Regions from separate parts of the Mus musculus genome. Here region 1 is linked to region 2. Evidence: chromatin contacts called from public promoter capture Hi-C data. All regions are on one chromosome and are shown on one strand. Each heading gives the region's core, a stretch centred on a gene start, on an enhancer-like site or on the middle of the called end of the contact. The rest is flanking DNA. Distances are from core to core; before and after follow the strand shown. Region 1 holds the start of Vopp1 (vesicular, overexpressed in cancer, prosurvival protein 1). Region 2 overlaps Fkbp9 (FK506 binding protein 9).

Evidence for each region. Promoter capture Hi-C pulls out the DNA fragments that hold promoters and counts their contacts.
Region 1: a promoter capture Hi-C map of the HPC-7 cell line shows a contact between it and region 2. The contact joins the promoter of Vopp1 here to the enhancer-like site in region 2. A contact is called at or near these places in 5 of 39 promoter capture datasets (the 3T3-L1 cell line, the HPC-7 cell line, cranial neural crest and 2 more), 2 of 115 datasets of contacts at active chromatin or transcription factors (extraembryonic endoderm stem cells and memory CD8 T cells) and 1 of 9 other capture datasets (liver).

What each region holds. Positions count from the first base shown.
Region 1 is chr6:57,822,069-57,827,988 of GRCm38.p6, forward strand. Vopp1 (vesicular, overexpressed in cancer, prosurvival protein 1) reads right to left here and starts at 3,057. Exons shown (of 5, transcript NM_146168.1): 1 at 2,859-3,057. The coding sequence starts at 2,912.
Region 2 is chr6:56,877,010-56,883,331 of GRCm38.p6, forward strand. It overlaps Fkbp9 (FK506 binding protein 9), which reads left to right. Exons shown (of 10, transcript NM_012056.2): 10 at 1,025-2,351. The coding sequence ends at 1,201. Nt5c3 (5'-nucleotidase, cytosolic III) reads right to left here. Exons shown (of 9, transcript NM_026004.3): 9 at 5,391-6,049. The coding sequence ends at 5,948. Among named protein-coding and RNA genes, the nearest start is that of Nt5c3, 44 kb to the right of the region's middle. Within about 2 kb of position 2,637, at least 41 of the 459 cell types and tissues checked have an H3K27ac peak or open chromatin away from gene starts, as enhancers often do. A contact at or near this core is called in the HPC-7 cell line and memory CD8 T cells, where this site is marked.

The DNA of each region.
Region 1 (5,920 bases), core at 1,807-4,306, 950 kb after region 2:
TTGTTGTTGCTGTTTTGAGACACAGCTTCTCCTTTTAGCCTTGGCTGTCCTGGCACTCAACAGGGCACAGCTCTCTACCGGAAATCAGGCACTGAAGATAATCATCATGTAAACGGGAGCGACCTAGAAAACACATGTTACCAGCATCCAGATAGTGAACTTCAGGAATGCATCAGAGCTCAGCCCTTGGGAGGTTGTCAGCCCTTCAAAGAAGTTTTAAATTCCCCATTAAGATAAAACAATTCAATCAGACATGGTGACCCATCCCTGTAATCATAGCATGTGGGAGACTGAGGCCTAGGCTACATAGGAAGATCCTGTCTTAAGAAGGACTGTAGCTGAATAGAGTATTGGCCCAGCATGTGTAAGGTTCAGACTCCCTCTGGTAGCTAAGAAAACAATAAAATTAAATTAAATGAACAAATCCAAGAATGCAGATTGCAGAAGAGGGCCTAGTTTGACTACTTTGTTCAAGGCCCTGAGGTCCATTCCTGGCACTTGAAAAAAAGTTCCTATGCAATGAAACAGGTTACAGGATAGAACAAAACCTTCTGCACTAAAGGATTAGGCTTTAGACTGATGATGTCAGCAGGCTGACAAGGAAAGCAGGTTGTAGGGGCATTAATATACTTTTCACTTGAACACAGGAGACAACCAATTTCCTGCTCCTCTTTCCTCACCAAGACCAGTGGGCTTTTTCCCTGACTGAAAGTATTCAGTGGTCTTTCAAATCTCCCACAAGAAGCGGGGGAGGGTCCTATAGTAGGAACCAATCAGCTTGCCTTTCTTTGTCTGGATTACCCAATCCCCTGTAGTAGCCTGAATCAGCCAACTAAGAGGGAAAGGAAGAACTCACCCCATCCCCAAACATAAAACTTTAGCACTGCCTGACACAACTCTGATTTCCAGGTCTTCTGCATTCTCTCTCTCTCTCTCTCTCTCTCTCTCTCTCTCTCCCTCCCTCCCTCCCTCCCTCCAGGTGCTGAGACCTTGTTTTTACTGCCTTATTTTTTTAAATCAGCACAGAAAAAAAGTCCATTCCAAAAAACTCTTGACAACCAACGTCACTATGATGGCATCAAATCAACAAAGCAGTAGATTAAAAAAAAACAAAAAAAAAACTGATGACAAGCAACAATCTTAGCGCATCATATTTGATGTTACTTTTGGTTTCCCTTCTCCCCCAGAAAAGCTAATTCAATTGACTTGACTCATTTTGAAGGCTTTTCCACTGCTGGCCCTTGAATGTAAAGCCTTAGAGTGTTGGCAGGTCTGCCACTTCTCTCATGTTCATTTCCTCAATAAACATCGTTCGAATACAAAAATATAGAAAAGAAAATGAAAAAATAAACACAACCAGAAAGAACACCCACCCTAATAAAAATAAAATCAGCAGTTTTGAAGCAGACTTTTAGGATACACACAAAGCTAAGTTGGAGACAGGAGTGGCACAAATATAGAAACAAGAGAACCCCAGATAATCTTCCTTACACACACACAGACACACACAGACACACACACACACACACACACACACACACACACACACACACACATGCAAATGAGATTGCCAGATTACAAAATTTACCTCAACGGAGATATGCTGAGGTAAACACACGTTTATTTTTGTAAACAGTGCTCTCTGGTTTGCTTTTCTACAGCAACCAATGTTGAATCATTACCCAGAGGGTTTGGTTTCTAAGCTTTTAAAAATATGAACAACAAGAAGAAAGAAAACCAGAAGTGGCACTTCTCAAAAACGTTAAATGTTAAAAAAGAAGAAGAAGAAGAAGAAGAGGAGGAGGAGGAGGAGGAGGAGGAGGAGGAGGAGGAGGAAGGAGAAGGAGAAGGAGAAGGAGAAGGAGAAGGAGAAGGAGAAGGAGAAGGAGAAGGAGAAGGAGAAGGAGAAGGAGAAGGAGAAGGAGAAGGAGAAGAAGAAGAAGAAGAAGAAGAAGAAGAAGAAGAAGAAGAAGAAGAAGAAGAAGAAGAAGAAGAAAGGAAAGAGAGAGAGTGAGCGAGAGAAACAGAAAGAAAAGAAAAAAGAGGTATTTCAAAGAAAAACGAGCAATCTTTGCTCTGATCCGAACTTAGAGCTTGGAGAAACTGTTCCCTTAACTCTCCTGGAAAGAAAGACTTTTCCTCCAGCATAAATGAGAATCTTTCCAAGCACCGCTGACTCCCCAACCAAGGAAGTTTACAGTTTTCTGAGGCAGGACAGTGATAGTCAGAGGGGCATCCTTACCCACTTAAACTGACTTTATTAATACAAAAATCTTTCAAAATACTGAAGCTGTGGAGGTATGAACAAACCTCCAAACCCCAATCCATATTTTACACACCAGATTTTACACATCCACTCTTTTGCCTTTGAATGAACCCGCTGGAGCAGGAAGGGTGGTTCGCGTCACAGGATGTCGCAGTTCAGTCGACCGCAGCCCCGCTCTAACCCTGGCTGTACCTCGGCGGTGCTTCCACCCACCATCAAGTTTCCGCGGCTTCACAACAGTACACCAACCACCCAAGCTCCCCGTGGGATTTTTCTCCTCGCCTCTAAAAGCCTGCACTTCATCTCCAAAGGCAGAAATGTCCCTGTCCCTCCTACCAGCTGCGGGAGGCGCCGCCCCAGGCCCCGAGAGACAGGGAGCGCGTGTGGACACGCACAAAGGTCCCTCCCGGGGACGCAAGCCCGAGCAAGCAGCGAGAGGGAAACGGGGCGCCGACAGGAGGAGGAGGCGCGCAGGGAGGACAGGGGGTCCCGGCATCAGACCCCTCCGCCGCCCCACACCGCAGACTCGCGAGCTCCGCAATGCCCTTCCCGCGTCCCTTCTCCCGAAGGCGCGGGGAACCGGCGGCCCTACCTCCACTAGCAGCCCGAGCAGCAGCGCCGCCACCCTGCCGAGCCGGCGGCCCATGGCTCCAGCGAGGACCGTCCGAAGCCGGGCTGTACGGCCAGCTCAGGGCCAGTCCGCACCCCGGGACGGGCGGGTGGACTCCGGGGATACGAGCTGAAGCCGGCAGAAGGACGCGCGGCAAGCCGGCGGAGCTCGAGGACGTGCCAGGCCGCCCTCGCCGCGCGCCCCCGATCCACCTCACGGGCGCGCGCTCGTGGGCTCGGAGCCTGCAAAGTCTGTGGAGCGCGCTGCGGGACGCGGAGACAGCGGGGCTGGGTGAGAAGACGGCCTGATGTCTCCTCTCTCGGAAGAGACCATCTTGTCTCACCTTGATAGTTCTGGGAAGGTTTTTATAGGACACCGGGTTTGGGAGCTGGGGGATGGATACGGATGGACCCATCACTGGGTCTTCCTGAAGTTTCTAGCCACGGAGACATTCTCACTGAGGTTCCTGTAGGTAAGGTGGGAGGTCCACTCCGCCCCAGGACAGTTAAAACCACAAGGAAAGGACAGCTGGTTGCAAAAGGTTAGTGTAGGTTTATGCCAACATCTTTCTGCCTGACTCTGCTAGGACCCCACCTTTGGACTCCACAGTGCACCTCACCTTTGAGGTAGGCTCTTTGACCATAGGGAATTGCTGCTAACTATTCTTACTTTCTCTCAGACATTCCCCTCTGGCCCCTCTCCACACACACATAACAATAAGGCTCAGATGACATCTGAATTTACTGAACTTACTGAAGCATTGGTTGAACTTGTATCAGACCTGAGCTGGAGGCCAAATATGTAGAGGTGAACAAGAAAACAGCTAGTTTAAACTATGATGCGTAACGCTGAGTACAGAGATCAGGAAATAGAATCAATCCTTTAGGTTCAGAGAGATCCCTAAACAAGTAGCAACACTTGCCAGGAAAGGCTGAAGATTTGAGCTTCTCCCTGGATATGTAAGATGGAAACAGAATCGTCTCGTTGTATCACATGGGCACATGGCATACATGCATACCTTCAGACAAACACATCACGCACACAAATGAATTAATTTTTTTTTTTTTTAGCAACTAGAGTTCGTTAAATTACAGAACCACCTCCAACAGGATATGGAGGGAAGACAGAAAAACGGATCTCTCACAGGCGAGTCTTAAATACTTTGCCAACTTTCAGTACACATACTTGGTTAAGATAGAGCATACACCATGAAACTATACCTGCTATAACTGGCAAGCAAAGAAGGAAAAAAAAAAAAACTGGCCTCATGATTACCCTCAAATTCCATGTTCCAACACAATAATAGCTTCCTGAAGTTTTATAGTAACAGGATAAAAATAAAAAATCAAGCCCTTTAGTGGAGGCACTAAGTAGATAGGTTATAGTGGAGCAGGGAAATCTCTGCTTTGGCCCTGATGATATTCTTAATTCTGGTCACTAGAAGCAGTTTCTTTGGGGAGTTGTTTCTGTGCACACAGAATTGACTCAAAGCCTGTAAAGGATCGTTGGGCTATGGTAACTTTGTCTTCCTTACAAATCTTTTTTGTAATAATTTTTAAAATTGTTTTAAAGAATTTCGTGCATGAGTATGTATATTTCCTTTTTTCATCTTCCCCTCTCCAATTCCACCTGTGGCCCCTCCTACCCCCTCTCAAATTTATGATCTCATCTTCAATTGTTATTGTCACATTTATACACAACACCTATGTCTAGTGCATTATATTATAGAACGTACTGAATGCATTTAATGTTGCTCATATAAACACATTTAGGGCTGACCACTTGGGACTAGATAACCTAAAAGGGGTTAATTCCTGGAGAAAACTGAACTTATATATGTAAGTTCATGTATATACATATACTTACTCTCTTGATTTTGACTAGTTGTGGATCTCTATAGTGGCTTCCATCTACTGCATAATAAGGAGCTTCTTTTGGCAAGCAGCGTGAACAATGTTCATCTGTGGGTATGGGCATAAGTTTTCAAGAATACAGTTAAAAACCTATATTGATTTAGGAAAATGGCAGTGGTAGGTTCTTCTTTAAGGTTTATGACCTCTGCAGTTCCAGGTAATTGGTTAGGTTTACAGTACAAATAATTCTCACCTATTGATTGAGCAGCCCCCAAGTTCACTTAGACAGCTGATAGTTACCCCAAAGACTTAACTACAGCCATTAGCCATTGGGTATGTCTTGCTGGGCCAGTCATTTTTGTGCTTTGCTGGATTTATCCCTGGGTAAACGTTTTGATTGTTTTTCTCCCTTGTCAATTTACATAACACCTTCTGATGCTATAGCAGCTAATCCTCAGGGAAGAGGCTTCGAGATCAGTTACAGTTAAATTCTTCTAAATTCTGTGTCTACAGCAATAAGATTTTTACCTCCAAGTTCTGAGAGGCAACCAAGGGCAATGCAAGTAGCCATTTATTTATTATTTTGGGAGTCCTTTGGACAATCCTGACCAACAACTCAAAGGGAGGCTTCCCACTTCTGGTTGTCTTCATTAGGGTTTCTATTGCTGTGAAGAGGCACCATGAAAACAGTAACTCTTATAGAGGACAACATTTAACTGAGCTTTAGTCCATTGTCATTGTGGCAGGAAGCATGGTGGTCTCCAGTAAGACATGGTGCTGGAGAAGGAGCCACGAGTTCTATATCTGGATTAGCAGGCAGTAAGAAGAGAGACACTGAGGCCTGACTTGAGCATTTGAAACCTCAAAGCCCATACCCAGTGTGGTGTAGCCTTCCTTCAACAAGACCATATCTACAACAACAAAACCACACCTCCTAATAGAGCCACTCTTTGGTGACAAAGCATGTAAATCTATGAGCCCATAAAGGCCATTCCTATTCAAACCACCACACTGGGACTGAAGTTTTCATTGGATGGTCTATGGTTATTGGGGGAGCATTGTCACCCCATGAGGCAAAACTTTGTTTTAAAATTTGGATACACATATTGTGTATATTTTATATAAGTTTATAAAATATTTCCCTATAACTTTTTCAAGCATTCTTAGTGTTATTTTTCTTTTCCTCCTCCC
Region 2 (6,322 bases), core at 1,387-3,886:
TCATAGCTCCTTGCTTCTCACAACCCGCAGAGGCTTATCTCCAAAGCCTCCCTATGGCTGTCAGGGCCCTCTCCATCTGCTTGCTGCCACCTCCTCAGCAGCTACTCTCTTTGCTTGTGTGGTCCATCACACGTGTTCTGAGAACCCACGAGGCAGGCTTCCACCCTTTAAACCAACTGTTCTTCTTGCTTAGACTAGACTCAGAAAACTGTCTGGCTCATTCCCCGACTTTCTTCAAGTCTTTGCACAAGTCTGCTCTGACCACTAAATTTATGTTTCAACTTGTCCTCCCAAGTTAACCTTACCTTGCTTTCTCTTCCCTCCCTCTCTCTCTCAGTGGAATGGTCTATTTTATAACTTAAGGTATAATTTACTTACTATATTCATGTAGAATGTCAATATCGCAAGAGCAGTTTTGTTTGTGCTGTATCTCATGTCTTTAGAATGATGCTCGGCACATCGTGACTGCTGGTAGGTTTTTATCATGAATGAATGAATGAATGAATGAATGAGTGTGTAGGTATAACACTGTTCTGGAGAGGTCAACCTCAGGTCAGAAGCTAAAGCTGTTCTGGTGGCTGAAGCCTATTGGATACCTTGATCCCAAGGGCTCTTGAAGTCCTCTAGTCAAGGGATTTAAAAACATTTCAATAGTATTTTGGTTTTAAAAGCATGTGTGTGGGAATATGCGCATGTACATATCAGGCCCCCCGAGGAACCCAGAAGAGAGCATCAGGTTCCCCTGGGGCTGGAGGTGCAGGTGGTTATGAACTATCCAACCTGAGTCCTGGAGCTAAGTGCTCTTAACTGCTTATCCATTTCTCCAGTCTGTAGTCCAGGGGAATTTTCATCTGCATCTAAGAAATCCAGGCCATGTTCTCAAGAACAACTTGGTTTGCAAGTGTGGACTCTTATTTTTCAGTTCCCCCACCCCCCCATTACCCGCCCTCATGCCATAGTATTTCAGGCTTGGCTCTGCGTGCCCAATTCTGCTGTTCTCACATTTGTCCTGTCCCCTTTCCAGTTCTCAGAGTACATTCATGCCCAAGTGGCAACAGGCAAAGGGAAGCTGGCTCCTGGCTTTAATGCTGAAATGATCGTGAAGAATATGTTCACCAACCAGGACCGGAATGGAGATGGGAAGGTCACGGCTGAGGAATTTAAACTGAAGGATCAGGAAGCCAAACATGATGAACTGTAAGCCTGACACAGATCAGTGTGTGCCAAGGAGTGCATGACACCAAGCGACCTGTCGTGGCGGAGCATGCTGTCAAGGTGTGAAGCTTTCTAGGAAGGTTTGAGAGTAGCCAGAATTAGGTGGGCCATGTAGTACCTGGTGCAGACAGTGGGGGGTGGCTGATGCCCACGGTGAGGACTTGGGTGGATTTCCAGTGACAGTAAAGAGAATCTGTATATAGTGCTTTGGCACAAATGCAATTGGTCTGAAGCACCAATTGCACTTGTGAGTCTTCTGGGAGGTTGTGTTAATAAAGGAAAATTATTTCATAGAAGATGTAGCTGTCATGGAGGAAACAGAAGAAGTACCCAGGTGTCTACCTAAAGAAACGATTTGGTTTAAAAGTCTTGCTAGTGTCTTCAAAAAAGTTCACCATGGGCAGAAAGATAAAGGCACACATGTTTCAGCAAGTGTCCTTGACAGCAGCCATTGCTCTTCTCAGTGTTCTGTGCAAGCTCTGGTGATACCAGGCCCCGTGCGACAGCCATCCTGTCACCTTCCCTACAAATCTCCATTTTCATGCTTTCCAGTTCACTCTCTACACTGGCAGCCCTCCAATTGGTAGTGTCTGTCACTTAAAGGTTAACAGGAGTCTCCTGGACAGGAAAAACACAGACCAAATGGAAGCTGTCTTTAGTCCATGAGTAGAGGATTTGACCTGCATTTTCTACATAGGATTGGCTTTCTCTTTCTCCACTCTATTCCTTTGGGGAGATACATGATGGCTGGGTCTCACTGGTCGGCCAACAGAAAATTCTACTGTGACTAAAGTGGATGTGTTATCCCAACAAATGAAGGTGACACTTTCTGTTCTCCCCCCCCCCATTTGTGTCTTGGAAGGCAATTTGAGGTCTCCTGCTGTAGAAAAGGCTAGCCCATTCCCACACCATGTGGTAGCTATGCTCCTACTTTATGTCCTCAGATACCAATGATGTTGGCACTCACTCTGACGTAATCAGGACATTTCCGTTTGAAATGGCGTTTTTTACAAAGTTAAACTGTTTTGTACTGATGTTGCCCTGAGATAGTTCATGCAAATGCTGTGCACTCATTCAGTGGAATATAGTTGGAAAACTGACTTCTTTTTTTCTGACATAAAATGTTGAATCATATCATCTGGCTTTATGGTATTTTATTTGAAAGTCCAAAGGATATTATGAGAATGCACTGTGTGGTTGAAGTCCCCTTGACAAAAACTTGGCAGGACAGCAGAAAACTTGTGCAGGGCAGTGGGGCATCTGGGTGGGGGTGGGAGGAAGCTGGTACTGGCAGGAAACTCACTAGATAATCTCATAGAAAGGGCTATTTACAGTTGTGGGCAGGGCCTAGGGGAGCAGAAAATGCTGAGATACTGTGAAGATAGGGTTGCTTAGTAATAGCTGGAAGCTGTTTGCCACTCCTGTGTCTCGGGTTTAAGGTGAATCAGCTGGAGCAGAGCTGCCTGAATGTGTGTGTTGAGGCAACTAGTTACACACAGAGCATGGCTGGCATTGCAGTCTAGTGAAGAATAAGAGATAGCATCTCTTCTCATCTTCCTGTCTGCTGCCTACCATTGGCTCCCAGCAGGTGAACCCCAACCTAAGCCAGACAGAAAAGACTGCAGGGACTGGGTCCCCCCAGGTTGGCCTCACAAAATATGCAATTTGTGAAGAATGAAGTTTGGGGAGACCCTGGGTCACCTAGGTGGAGGAGCATGCAGAAGGCTATGCAAGTAGTCTGCTTTGGTCTCAGGCCAGCTTGGAACAGCTGGTTCATCCAGCACATTTAATTACTGTGAACAAGTCACAGCTTTAGCTCCGTGGCCCACACTGTACAATGTGCCATGACTTGTGTTAGATGCTGCATCAGCACCCAACAGGTTTTCTTAGATTAATCTGCACCTACCAATCCACTGTCCACGTGACAGCATTGTGACTGGGGCTCTTGAAGTCCATTTTCTTTTTTCTTTTCCTTCCTTCTCTTCTCATCCTACTCTTCTTAATTTCTTTTTTTTTTCCTTTTCCATTTTTTATTAGGTATTTAGCTCATTTACATTTTCAATGCTATACCAAAAGTCCCCCATACCCACCCACCCCCACTCCCCTACCCACCCACTCCCCCTTTTTGGCCCTGGCGTTCCCCTGTACTGGGGCATATAAAGTTTGCGTGTCTAATGGGCCTCTCTTTCCAGTGATGGCCGACTAGGCCATCTTTTGATACATATGCAGCTAGAGTCAAGAGCTCCGGGGTACTGGTTAGTTCATAATGTTGTTCCACCTGTAGGGTTGCAGACCCCTTTAGTTCCTTGGGTGCTTTCTCTAGCTCCTCCACTGGGGGCCCCTGTGATCCATTCAATAGCTGACTGTGAGCATCCACTTCTGTGTTTGCTAGGCCCCGGCATAGTCTCACAAGAGACAGCTACTCTTCTTAATTTCTTAACTGATTCTTTGTTTTTGGTTTGTTTGTTTGTTTGTTTGTTAATTTTTGTTTTTATTTTCTTTTGGGGGCAGGGAGGCTGCAAGGGCAGAGGCCCATACAAAGGGACAGTGGGATTGGGGTGCATGATGTGAAACTCACAGAGTATAGAGAACATTTCGTTGTGTATACAGTGTCACATAGTATATCCCTCTGTCCATATATCTTTACTAGCAGTGTTCATTTCAATGAATCATTGGTCTGGTATGAGGTCTCTGGCTTCTGTGACACCATTAGTACTGGATCCTCACAGGGACTCCTCTTGGATATCCTGTTATTGTTCTGTGTCATGGAGATCCTGCAGTTTTGGATCTGCAGGACTCTTGTTTTTGTTTTCTGAGACAGGTGCTGTGTAGTTGTCTGGCTCTGAACTCATGATTCTCTTGTTTTGTCCTGAGTACTGGGGTTTTAGGAAAGTACCTCCGTACCTAGCCCCAACCTCTGGCTTATAAACCCCTGCAGTTTCACCTATAGGCTGATGCTGTTCTTTCCTTTGAACATAATACTCTTAAGTGTGTTCTCAGTCCTTAGATCACTAAACTTCACGTTAAATACTTTTGCTCTTTCACATGTTACTTATTACAAAAACAAAAACACCAATGGAGAGTAAGGATAAGAGATTTTTGTATCATTTAACCTTGCCTTTCTGTCCCTTCTGGTTGAACTAGAGACTGCTCTTCACAGTGAGCAGTCAGATCATACATGGTGTCTTTAGGGCACACCACTTAGTTGCCTGAAGGATCTGAAGTTTACATGTTACAGTCAGGTTCAAATAGATCACAGTAGAAACTAAACCTACAAAAGCCAAGCAGCAAAGAGATCAGGAATGGGATCTGGAGAAGGTCCCTAACTTTGCATGACTTAGTCACAGAGGAACCTACTGTGACTGGTCTGAATGTGATGTCTCCCATGGTATTGGTCCCCAGTTGGCGCTGCTGTCTTGTGGGAGGTACGGCCTTAGTGGAAGCATGGCAGTCAGAGTGGGCTTTGAGAGTTTAAAGACTCCTGCCATTGTTAGTTTGTTCTCGCTGCTTTGAGCTTGTATTTCTTCCTGCTGCCTCTGCTTCACCATCATGAACCCTAACTCCCCAGAGCTGTAAAAGCCCAAATAAATGCTCTTGTCCATCAGTGGGCTTGGCCATGGCATTTTATCACAGCAGCAGAAAAGAAACTGATACATCCTGCTATACATTGTTTCTGAAACTTTTTATAAGGAACTCTTTGTGTTCAATAAAAGAAAATGATTTTCATAGTCCTTAGTATTCTTATAGGACAAATTAAAGCCTTCCTGCAATATCTTTTTATGCTTAGACATGTATTTTGAAAGTAGGGGAGCTGGAGAGATGGCTCAGTGGTTAAGAATACTGACTGCTCTTTCGAAGATCCTGAGTTCAATTCCCAGCAACCACATGGTGGCTCACAACCATCTGCAATGGGGTCTGTTGCCCTCTTCTGGAGTGTCTGAAGACAGTGACAGTGTACTTACACATAATAAAATAAATTTAAGAAAAAAGTAGGATAAATGTAAAAATACACACTACTTGGTTTTTGCTTTTGCTCCTCGGTCCCATGTAGCCCAGGCTGGTCTGACTTGAGGCTGACCTTAAATTCTTGACTCCCCTGCATTTTTCTCTTGTGTGCTATGATTAAAGACATACGTCACCACCGTGACAGGCTGAATATGATCTGGACAACAGAATTTTAGAAAAGCTTTCTTTTTCTGGTTTATTCTCAGTGCTTCACACAGAGTATTTGCAATGTTAGCGATGCGGACACCAACAGTTTTTAAGACACAACTTCCTGGCAAATGTATTTTATAGACAAAATAAACAAATAAAACAATTTCAGAAGATGATGTCTCCATACTCCACCCCAATTTCAAAGCTAGCAGTGGTTAAAATCAGGAACATAATACATCCAGAGAGCGTCTTCTGCGCCCTTATACACCCACCTGGGAGAATGCCCTAGAAACTGCAGAACACCAAACTACAAAACTCACTTTGGAAAAGGGAGCCATCTTTCTAATTTTGGCTTTAAGATAATTTTTAATGACTTAAAAATTCTGCTGAGTATAGTGACGGAGGTGGGAAGAGGGGCCGTGGTTCACAGGTTCCACACGTCTGAAGATCGTCTGTTGGGAAAAGGGAAAAGTTCCAGGAGCAAGACTGTTTTATAAATAAGAAAGAGTCTTTCCTCAAAATGGACAGTGCCTGACCCAGGTGTACCCCTGGGGGAAGTCTTCTCACGATGGCTTGTTTATAATGTCTTCTGTAAAATTGAGTTGACAACCTCCAATGATTCTTCTTTTACTAAAACAATATCATAAGAGTCCATGTATTTTTCTAAAAGCTCGTCTACCTAATCAACAGAAAAACAAAAATAAAATTAACATGTAGAGAAGGACAGATAATGTTAATTTTAGCCACATGATGTTAGATTTGTAGAATATAAATCTAATTTCATATAAAAGGGTTGAAATATAGACATACTCTCAAATTATCTTTAAATAATTATCTTGTTTCTGATTAAGATTTTAATTTTCTGAGACAGGGTCTTGCTGTATAAGCTTATGCTGGCCTTCACTTTTGAGGCCAGCCTCCTGCCTCAGCATCATGATCGCTGGGCGACAGA